2 separate regions of the Mus musculus genome follow, and region 1 is linked to region 2. The links are chromatin contacts, called in public HiChIP or PLAC-seq maps. All regions are on one chromosome and are shown on one strand. The core of a region is the stretch at or near the end of the contact, and the rest is flanking DNA. Distances in the headings are between cores, read along the strand shown. Region 1 overlaps Fanca (Fanconi anemia, complementation group A). Region 2 overlaps Ankrd11 (ankyrin repeat domain 11).

Evidence for each region. HiChIP or PLAC-seq counts read pairs in DNA pulled down with a chosen protein or histone mark.
Region 1: an HNF4G HiChIP or PLAC-seq map of pancreatic cancer cells shows a contact between it and region 2. The contact joins two enhancer-like sites. A contact is called at or near these places in 2 of 484 Hi-C or Micro-C datasets (the HPC-7 cell line and embryonic stem cells), 1 of 115 datasets of contacts at active chromatin or transcription factors (pancreatic cancer cells) and 3 of 9 other capture datasets (adipose tissue, embryonic stem cells and pancreatic islet).

What each region holds. Positions count from the first base shown.
Region 1 is chr8:123,276,960-123,282,884 of GRCm38.p6, reverse strand. Fanca (Fanconi anemia, complementation group A) reads left to right here. Exons shown (of 43, transcript NM_016925.3): 29 at 194-267; 30 at 1,565-1,693; 31 at 4,541-4,625. Among named protein-coding and RNA genes, the nearest start is that of Vps9d1, 26 kb to the right of the region's middle. Within about 2 kb of position 4,249, at least 19 of the 459 cell types and tissues checked have an H3K27ac peak or open chromatin away from gene starts, as enhancers often do. A contact at or near this core is called in pancreatic cancer cells, where this site is marked.
Region 2 is chr8:122,902,564-122,907,860 of GRCm38.p6, reverse strand. The region is part of intron 4 of Ankrd11 (ankyrin repeat domain 11); the gene reads left to right. It overlaps Gm39273 (a long non-coding RNA gene), which reads right to left. Exons shown (of 4, transcript XR_003947488.1): 2 at 1,899-5,297; 3 at 1-1,780. Among named protein-coding and RNA genes, the nearest start is that of Gm39272, 29 kb to the left of the region's middle. Within about 2 kb of position 1,315, at least 211 of the 459 cell types and tissues checked have an H3K27ac peak or open chromatin away from gene starts, as enhancers often do. A contact at or near this core is called in pancreatic cancer cells, where this site is marked.

The DNA.
Region 1 (5,925 bases), core at 3,000-5,499, 370 kb before region 2:
GTCCTGGAACCTGCTCTATAGACCAGGCTGGCCTCGAACTCACAGAGATCCGCCTGCCTCTGCTCCCCAGTGCTGGGGTTAATGGTGTGTGCCACCACGCCCAGCTCAGACCTTTGTTTTTAAGGTTAACTGACAAATGCTTATGAACAGTGTGGTTTGTTTCATCCCTGCCCTGAACGTTCCTGTGGCTCAGTTAACTTACAGAGATTGGGTACAGCTGGAACTGGAAATTCAACCTGAAGCGGATGTTCTCTCAGACATGGAAAGGTAAGCCGGCCACTGAAGCATCACCACAGCCTGTCCATACAGCCGTCCTGAGTGACGGACGTTCCGGTTAACTGAGGAGCGCGTGAGCACACCCTCAGCCATTCACTTCTTTATTGAGAAACCACAGACCCATGTGCCAACATGCCCCAGACGCTGGGGTTACAGCGTAACAAAGACATGCTACATATATACATATATATATATATATATATATATATATATATATATATATATATAGTACCCTTGTACAGATAAAGACAAATGAGGTCTATGCAGGGAACCTAAACCCACCAGAGCCTATATTGAGAGAATGTATATATGTATGTGTATGCACACACACATACTTTTTTTTTTCTGTGCACTTTGGTAAAACCACAGTAGACACAATGAGTGGTCTGAGGCTATAAAATAGGCCCTGTAAGAACAAGTGACCACTTGGGCTGTCTGATTGAGGTAATGGGGGTATATGGGTGGGCAGGCTCCTAGGAGTTACTTGAGGTAGGCACTAGAAACTGAGTGCATCGTGACAGGATGCTGTTGTTAAAGGCCTCATAACTTCGCTTTAAAAAATTATTTACTTTTATTTGATATGTATGGGTGTGTGTGTGTGTGTGCGCACGCGTGAGTGACCTGCAGGGGTCAGAAGAAGGTGGTAGATATTTTGGAACTAAAGTTGCAGACAGATGCAGCTGCCACATCAGTGCTGGGATGTGAACCTAGGTCCTTTGCCAAAGCAGCCAGAGCTCTTAAAAGCTGAGCCGCCTCACCAGGCTCAGGCTCAAGTTTTAACCCCTTGGGTCACTGTTATCTTGAGATCGTATTTAGACTTTTTTTTTAAGAAGTGTTTTAGGGGTTCCCCGCCCACCCCTCTTTTTGCTGGAAGCGAAGGCTTTTTCCATGCTAGGGAAGCTCCCCACAGATGGCTCCATTCCCAGCCATCCTCCCTGCTTTAGTCACACTCCTAATGCTTGAGATATCAGCCCACATGGACAAAGTGCCTCTCCGTGAACCTCGCCTGGTCTTTGTGGTGTGAGCTACCTCACTTGTGTTTGGCTGTTTCCACTTAAAACAGTCACCATGTCCTTGAGGCCCTTCCCTGGTGCATAGGAAAGACGGCTTGGCCACAGCTCTGTCCCCTGTCTTGCAGACAATGGATCCTCACTCACCTGTGAGCTCTCAGGCTGCTGGGGCTAGCTCCCACTGCCCAGTCACTGGCACTGTGTTCTTCTGAGAGAGACCACTTCAGGATGGTTACAAAGTGTTGCTCAGTGTTGACCTCGGCCTTCCACCATTGCAGACATGACTTCCATCAATGGGCAATCTATGAGCGCTACTTGCCAGCTCCGACGGCTTTGGGCGGCTGTGGTGGAGACCTGGAAGAGGCGTGCACAGTCCTTGTCAGCGAGATCATGGACTTCCACCAAAGGTCAGCCACACAGTCCTCAAACCTCCTGCTCTCTGCTAGTGACAGCACGGGTCAGCACAACTCAAAGAAACTCAGTGTCGTCTTCTGTGTGGAATTCCTCAGTCATTGAAACTCACACCATGGCTTCTTCATGGTGATCATTCATGTCCGTGCAATAGCACTGTAGGAAGTTACTTGTCCAGGGTCTCACTCTGTAGCCGACTCATCTAGAATTCAATCTTTCAGTCTCAGCCTCCTGAGGGTTACAGCAAAGTGAAACTGGTCAGTCCCCTCTTCCCCTTCGTCTCTTGAGCAACTCTGGAGGAGGCGTATATTGCATGTGCCTGTGACTGCTGCGCAGACCCCCAGCCCTTAGCAGTCTACCTCTTGCCGGCAGAGCTGCCTGCTCTGGGCATTTCATAGAAACAGAATCGCATGTGGGATGTGTTCCTGGCTTAAGCACTGGGCAGATATTTTCAGGGTCCATCCATGCAGTAGTATTTCATCCCTTTATGGATATGTGATGCTACCGAGCTGCTGGGAGCTTAGGCCACCCGGGTCCTCTCTTGAAGGAAGCTGAAGGGGAAGAGCAGTGGTGGGAGCAAGACTTGGCCTTGCAAGAGATTAGGGTTGCCTTCTATGATGACATTTCCGTCACACTGAAGCAGAAGCTGCAGGCCTCTGGGCGAATCAACACCTGTTGCTTAACAGCAGGAGACTAAGTAACTGGTAGGGCGGCTACAGCAGGGGACTACATAACTGGTATGGCTTCTCTCTCTCTTGCCCAATAGCCTTGTGCCTCTGCCTCTTGCTTGCCAGGCTGGAGGGAGGTTTGGAGCAATAAACTTGTATTGAACCAAGCAAGAGACGAGTCAAGATCACAGAAGGAAACAGTTTTACACAAGCAAATGTACATAAACACATACACACATTCATATACACATTCATGCACACACGTTCATATACCTACATACACTCCTGTTGGGTCCAACCAACTACTTATCTCATATCTACATACTTAGATACACACATCCATACTTACATATGCAGATGGAGCAAAAGCCCAGCTGCCAGCACAGAAAGAACTCAGTCATTCTGGGTGAAAAATGAGCTCCAACCTTTACTGCACAGAGAAAGGAGAAGCTTCTACCTTTTTATTGCGAAATGAATTAAACCCGAGTCTGTAAGAAGAAAGCGCTGTCCTCTTTAGTAAGACAGCCTGCCTTGTTACGCAAAGCCCTGCTCCTCCATCTCATGGTGAGGAGAAGCCTGCTGCTCTCTCTGTAGCTTCTTCTTTGTCTTTCTCTCTGCATTCTGCATACTGTTCTCTTCCTCTTCCTTCCAATTCTGTCCTCTCCTTTTGCCACCTAATGACATTTCTAGGGTTTTTTTGTACCTTTTTAGGAGAATAGATCACATGGTAATTTACCACAAGTTTAAACAAATTCAAATCATAAATTGCATAAGATGTTTACAACAGAGATGTTTGTATGTGTTTCCATTGAAGCCAGTTATCTAACTGGACATTCATTTTCTCTCACTAGCTCCACAGGTTCATTGAAAATTAGTGTAAGTTAACGGTGAGGTTTTATATCAGAGAGTTCTAGTTGTAGCCCTAACTATAAAAGGCTTAATAATTACTAGTTTAATTTTAGGAATTCTTATAGAATCATCACTAGGAATTAATAAATCACCTATTTGTTTGTATAGCATCACTATAAAACAGTCCATCTTCGCTGGTCTGCATAAAATCTGCCCAGCAGGGTGGGCTAATGCAGAAGGATTATTATATTAATAAGGACAGGAAAGGCATATCAGCTGCAGGAATCAAACCCTGAGATTTGTCCCTCAGGTCTTGCATACAGGGCCATAGTTCACAATCCATGATGAATCCGTCTCAGGAAGACCGCCTGCTAGCCATAGCCTTTCCGAGATGGCTCCCGACACTAAACAGTATACATCATCTTTATAATCATCTTTATCATCCCATGTCCATCAGTAGGCATTTGGTTACTTCTGCTGTTTTATTTTTATTTTGTCTAAAGACATAGTCTCACTGTGTAGCTTTGTCTAGCCTAGAACTTGATATGTCGATTAGGCTGACCTTGAACTCCCAGAAATCCTCCTGCCTGCACATCTTCTTTTCAGTGTGACTGTAAATAGAAGGACTGGCTTTTTTAAAAATTATTCATGGATAACGTATAGAAATACAGCTGAGGTTTGTTTATTGACGTAGCAAACTCAGTTCCTTTCTGCAGCTTCTTTCTGAGTGAGTTGCTCAGGCTTTATTGCCTGTGAAGTCATGTCCCTCGTTGGTGACACCCTGCAGCTTTGTGCCATTGTCAAGGGTATGATTAGTTAGCAGATGGTAAACCTCGGACGAGAAAGCACACTTGGTTGTGGTAAATTTTTCTTCCCTTAAAAACAAAGGTAGGTGTGTGTGTGTGTGTGTGTGTGTGTGTGTGTGTGTGTGTGTGTGTGTGTCTATGCTCAAACACAAATGCAGAAGCCAGGAGAGGGTGTCGGTCGGCCACTTGGAGTGGACACACATTCTTAACCACTGAGCTGTCCCTCAGACACTCCCCTTTCTTTAGATAAGCTTTTGCAGTTTAGCCATGGCTGGCCTGGAACTTGCTGTGTTGGCCAAGTTGGCATCAAACTTGCAGTCATCCTCCTGTCTCTGCCTCTTGAGTGCAGAAGGTGCATGCATGTGTCCTGCCATTCTTTCCTTTGTTGGTAGTCGGTAGTTTCGTGCTGTCAGTTACCCGCAGACGCTCCGCTGTGGAGATGGGGGGAGGGAGGGGCACCACAGCCAGCTCTGCTGACGGCACCGCAGCAGCACTGAGCAGGCTCCTGTTTCCTTCTCAGTTCGAGGAGTTACAATCACTCAGAGGACTCAGACCTGGTTCTTGGTGGCCGCACAGGAAACAAGGATATTCTTTCCAGGCTACAGGTGAGTGAGAGGACAGAGCTCCATGTGTTTGCTGCAGCAAACCTGCCCTCTGCTAAGGTATTTATGACGTTTGCATAACGGTGCCCGACTCAGCAGAACTGGGTGAGAGCCTGCATTGTCCACACCGTGGCAGAGGCCTAGAGCAACCGCATCCTTTGAGTTTACCCCACAGGTGAGCATCACAAGGCCCAGACACTGTGGCTGTGATGCCAAAGCTGTCTCCCAGCTTTGCGACATCCGAACTGACAGCAAAAGGGCTGTGCAGTCTTCTGCTTCTTCTGCTTCCTCCACTGCAGGCTCTGAGAAGTGACCTCAACAAGGTAGCCTCCGTAGAGGAAAGCTGGGCTGCAGGCTCTGAGAAGTGACCTCAACAAGGTAGCCTCCGTAGAGGAAAGCTGGGCTGCAGGCTCTGAGAAGTGACCTCAACAAGGTAGCCTCCGTAGAGGAAAGCTGGGCTGCAGGCTCTGAGAAGTGACCTCAACAAGGTAGCCTCCGTAGAGGAAAGCTGGGCTGCAGGCTCTGAGAAGTGACCTCAACAAGGTAGCCTCCGTAGAGGAAAGCTGGGCTGCAGGCTCTGAGAAGTGACCTCAACAAGGTAGCCTCCGTAGAGGAAAGCTGGGCTGCAGGCTCTGAGAAGTGACCTCAACAAGGTAGCCTCCGTAGAGGAAAGCTGGGCTGCAGGCTCTGAGAAGTGACCTCAACAAGGTAGCCTCCGTAGAGGAAAGCTGGGCTGCAGGCTCTGAGAAGTGACCTCAACAAGGTAGCCTCCGTAGAGGAAAGCTGGGCTGCAGGCTCTGAGAAGTGACCTCAACAAGGTAGCCTCCGTAGAGGAAAGCTGGGCTGCAGGCTCTGAGAAGTGACCTTAACAAGGTAGCCTACGTAGAGGAAAGAGCACATGGAGCCCTCAGGCCCCTGGGGAACCCAGAATGAGCGGGAAAATGCAGCGGAGCCGTGCTGAGGTTCCAGTGTGTCTCTAAGGAGCCTGATTCCAAACCTCCATCCGTGCCTGATGCCCTTGGGAGGAGCAGGCATGCCAGTCCTCCGATGCTGTGGCACAGTAACTGAGAACTGAGCTAAAGGAGCAAAGGCCACTTGTCCTCATGGCTGTGGTCCTGCGGTTGAGTCGAGGGAGGGTGTGACACGTATAGCAGCCAAGAAACAGGGAAGGAGCGACTGTGGACAAGGTAGATTCTCCAGAGCCCGTCCCTAGTGAGGATTCTCTAGCCAGCCCGACCTCTTACGTGTTCTCCCCGTTCCCGGTAGTCCATTCAGGGAGGTCCCCAGCCCCGGATGTGGTCAG
Region 2 (5,297 bases), core at 66-2,565:
CTCAGGAGAGTGCTCTGACTCCTGTTGTGGTTGTGGAGGGAAGTCTGTCCATCTGTGGAGGCCTCTGTGAGGCTCTGCACCACTGCACTCTAGATTGTCCTTCAGCCTTCGCTGTTGGTGTGCTGTCAAACTGTTCATGTTCACACCTGACCTGAGGCAGGCACAGGCTCAGCTTTGGCAGGTAGCGTTTTCAGGAAGACTGAACTGTAGACCTAGCTAGAGATGGGTGACTGGCCAGCGCTGTGTCTACTGTCCTATCCGTGGCTGACTTCTTTATAACGTTTGTGAGTCGGGTCTCGCAGCTCCAGTGAAGACTGGATCCACTCCTTTCCTACTCCTTCCTTCGTTGGAAATGGAACCCGAAGCCTATGTGCAAACTCGCTACTGTTGGTGTTGTTTAAGACGTCCAGCCTTAGGCATCTCTATACTTGGAGATGGGGTTTGTCAGTTTTCTCAGGCTGGTTTCCACCTCTGGATCCTTTTGCATTCATCTCCTAAGTACTGGAAGTATTGGTTTGTCTTCATCCATTGGGTTCTGCGCGCGCTCGCGCACACACAAACACACACACACTTTATAATCTTTCTCTTCTATACATTGGTGAGCTGGATGCCTCAGGAAGTACTGGGTATTATTCTCCTACCCAGAGATGCAGTGCTGGCTTACAAACGGGGTATGATGGAGTGGATGGCATCTTGTCTGCAGGGGCTTCTGCAGTGGCACCCACCACCTCATTCAGGATGGAGAATACTCAGAATGGGTGCGCAAAGAATTGTGGGATTGATATTTTCCCCCTGTGTAATAAAGAGGTTTATTTTGGCTCAGAGTTCTGGAAGCTGGAAAAGTGCTGATATTTTTAACTCGATGAAATAGTGACCAAGATAGGATCTCTCTGGTCATCTTGATAGGGTTGTCAGACCTCCCTGGAGGTGTGTGACTCAGTCATACTAAGGCACCTCCTAGTTTTGAAAGGTTTTTACAGACAAATGCTTGCAGTGCCCTAGGCCAATAGCTTATCCTTTCCTGACCAGTGTTCCTCCAGCGCCCTCTGCTGATAATGTACAGTTTAGCACTCATCCTTGATGACAAATGCGGTCTACCCCAGTAACACAAGGGGTACCCTCCCACCCTCATTCCAGTCAGGGTTCCTAGTAGCAAATAGTGAGCGTCCTTTACTGTGCCCTCAAGTGGCAAGAAGCTGGCTGGCCTTAAATGACCAAACCGTACAAACTTTTCCTGTTTCCCAGACCCTGCTGCCAATGGCCCAGCCCACTGGAGGTGCGGCTTCCCCAGTGCTTAGTCAGGACTGAGGGCATCCTGCCAAGAACAGTACAGTTTTGTCTGTTGTGAGTCAGCCTGATGAAAAAGCTTGCCCTCCCAAGGCTGTCTATCAGTGTTGTGATGCTTATGCCGCAGCTAGATGCTGTAGGTGTTCAGATAGACCTCAAGATGGAACATGCCTGCGATCATGATGCCCAGGAGCTGTGGACAGGAGCATGTCCTGACCCCCTGTGACACTGGCGAGACTGGGACATAACAGACCTGGTTGTCTGAGCCGGTACCCTCATCTCAGACTGTAAGACCATCTCCACTCCCTCAGGGCCTCTTCCAGACCAGGTCTTTGGTGTTGACCACATACATCACCTGGTGAGGAAAGGCTCTTCCTCCCACTCTCGGTCTGGTCTCTGTAGAGTTCCCGAGGCCTGGTGTGACATCACAACCTTTTGATCCTGGAGCATGGGAAGCAAGTAGATTCTATGACCTGCAGGCCACCTAGGGCTACTTTAAAAAAAAAAAAAAAAAAAAAACCTTCGTTATGGAATTACGTGATTTGCTTAAAATTTGGTCTCTGTTGAAAATTTTTCCACTAATTTAAAAATCTATAAATTACCCTACCTACCTTTCTAGGGCTCACACAGAATCCACCTGCCCCATTGCGTATGAAGTCAAAACTGGCTTCCCAGTACAGTGCTTCCTTGGAAGAAGGGAGAGAATTAACTTTTTCCACCGCTGTGCCTTTGAGCCTCTTTTCGGGTCTGTACAGCGTTCGGTCGACTCATGAGTCTTAGACACCCACTGAAGCGTTCATTCCTCGGGGCTTGATCCCTCAGTTCTTCTGTGGGAGAGGAAAAACTGAGGGATTCTCTTGCCATTGGCTATATGGAACTCGGAATGCTTGGTGTAAGAGGCTGTGTGTGTGTACATGTGCACACACGCTAATGAGGCTTTTCTGTCCTCTTGCTCACTAGATGGTGTAACTCTGGGCTGCATATTGGCAGATGCTAGACCATGGCAAGTGAGAAAGCAGAGTGCATCTGTCTGCCAGGTCACTGACTCACAGGCTAGGGCTTGGCAGGGAAAGGGCGTGGCGTGGAGAACCTGCTGATTGCCCTAATAACCACAGTGTGACTGCTTGTGAACAACCAGAGCCAAATAAAATGCTTCATGGACTTGGTGGTTGGTCTGGTATATTTCTCAGCCATTTGCCCTTTCCATTTTTTTCTTCACAGAGAAGACTGTGGACTAGCAAAGAAAGTAATTTCAGTTTCAAATTGTGTATTTTCCATAATTCAGAGGCAGATGGTCTGGTGGGCAAACCAGAACAAAGTAATATATCTACTTGATACGAAGGCTCAGGACTGTTATTTAGCATTTATAGCAATGAGACATCAAAATTAGCCAATGTGAAAGGTGTTTGGGGTTAGAGCACAGCAGAGATCCTTAAGGAAGACAAGAGGAGGAGTGACAGACATGTGAGTATAGGAGCCAGGTAGTGTGCTCCCAGCTCCACACTGAGGGCCGTGAGCCCTTGCCTGTGCTACTTCTGCCTCATCTGTTAGGATCTTAGTATTAGGAGGGGCTTCTGCTCCCAGCTGCTGGTATCCAGGTCTCAGTGCATGCCTGGATTTGTATTTCTGTATTTTTCAATCTTTAGCATGCATTTAGCATAGTAAGGGGCAGCTTGTAGATCGTGCTGCCTGCCTGTTGTCTGGGTCGAGACGCTCACATCACTTGTGTTCTTCTGGACTCATGCGGTGCAGTGAGAACCAGTGTTCCCCTCAGTTAGAAATTGGGAAACGACCTGCAGAGGTCATAGAAGCCAAGTTATTGTTTTCTTGAGTCTGGCCTCACTGCCACGCTACAGGTGACTAGTCCATTTCTCAGAAGGAGGAACAAGGTCTAGAAGGCCACCGCGCATAGCTAAGAGGGTCACGCATCTCAGCACAGGCTTTCTTAATTATGGCTGCCCTAAAAATGAAACAAAAAGATACCACTAAGTCAGGAGTGCGGTTTGCAGTCACCACTGTTACTCAATGAGGTTGTGCTGCGTGTTGGGCTGCTGAGAACACTCTGTTGAACCCTCTACCTGCTGTGTTAGGATTGGGACTTGGTGACCAGAAATACTGTAGCTAAGTTACTCTAGATTCCACGACTTGCTCAGATATTTGATGGGGAGGTTGTTTTGGGATCTGTTACGGTGTTCACTGAACTTGTTCCTGGTAGGAATGATGGCAAACTGCTCTGGAGAGTTTCACTGGCACCTGCAAGGAATTTACTGCTGTTTAAAATACCACCATGAATCAAGACCACACCTGCTTCTGGATTCTGAAGGCCCATACTTGTAAAAAGTGGTCTTGTTGAAAAAACCTAGAATTAAAAGCCAAGAATAAGCCCACACTGCGACGTGGACACAAGTGCATTGTCTCAGTCAGGTGACAGGCCCTGGAGTCAGGCCTCAGACACTGCACAGTGCCTGTCTTTAGGACCCATTGTCTATAAAAGAAGGCAGTCGCTATTGAAAGACTCCAGGATTGCTGGTAGATTCTAAAACAATTCAGAAGGCAGAAACCTGTTCCTCCTCTAGTAGGGTTGGATATGTGCTTCCATATACACTGGCAGGACCGAGGGTTTCTGGCCCCCAAGAAGAGCAAAAGTAAGGCTCTGGATGCCAGAACTCCTTCGTCAGGATTGCAGACTACAGGGGACAAAGCTGTTCCAAAAGGTTCTGCAAGGGATAACCTTAGAACCCCACTCTGATCTGGACAGAGTGAAAACTAGTAAAATGAACTAGGAGAAAGAATTGAGATCAAACATCTGGAAATGAAAATTATCAGTAAAATTAAAAATTCAGTGGCCAGGGCTGGAGAGATGACTCAGCAGTTAAGAGCACTGACTGCTCTTCCAGAGGTTCTGAGTTCAATTCCCAGCAACCACATGGTGGCTCACAACCATCTGTAATGAGATCTGATGCCTTCTCTTGGTGTGTCTAGAGACAGCTACAGTGTATATTTTTAAAAAAACAAAAAAAAAAGCTGGACATAATGGCGCACGCCTTTAATCCCAGCACTCAGGAGGCGGATTTCTGAGTTCCAGGACAACCAGGGCTATATAGAGAAACCCTGTCTCGAAAAACCAAAAAAAAAAAAAAAAAAAAAAAAAGTATCACTGTGAGAAAACACTCACTAAACAAGTTTGAGGGCTTGAATTCATGCCCCAGAGCCTGTGTACAGATCCTGGGTGGCATGTGTACAATCCCAGAGCTGGAAAAGTAGAGACACGTGGATATCTGGAACCCACTGGCTAGCCAGCCTAACCTGCTTGGCAAAATCTCAGGCCAGTGAGAGGCCCTGTTCCCCCAGCCCCAAAAGACCCCAAGGTTGACCTTTGACATACTGATGCACGCCTGCACGCACACTGACAAAACGATCAGTGAATTCATTGTAGCTGAAGACATCTCCTGGACGGAGCCATGACTGAAGTAGAAAATAAAAGAGAGACAGAGACATATATATATATATAAATATAAATGGATCTTGTCAGAGCCTCAGGGAGCATTTGCTGTAGTGTGAGCAGAAAGACATTATTGAAGAGCACTGGCAGAGTCCTAGGCCCCTGGCACCCCAGCAGCCAGGAGCTGGGTTTGTTGCCCTTTCCATCAAGGACTCTGTCCCTGGGAAAGCATGCTCTGTCCTTGCTGCCTTTCCTCCATGGATGCCGTCAGAACAGGCTGCCAGTGCAAGCCACACCAGCAGTCCAGGTGAAGGGCAGTGCTGAGTGATAAAACACAACTGTCTTACCTCAGAGGCCTGGCATGAGACGTGTGGGTGAGGAGGAAGATCCTGCAGAGAAGCAGAGTGCAGCACATTCCCTGTCTCTGGGTGTCCATCCCTCCTGTTCTCAGACCTTGGGCGGTACCCAAAGCAAAGACTAAACAGCACAGTTTTAAAGGGGGACTGTTGGATCCAGTTGGACAGCTCTCCCTGCTGTGGACTCCACCTGCCACTTATTCAACTGTCAC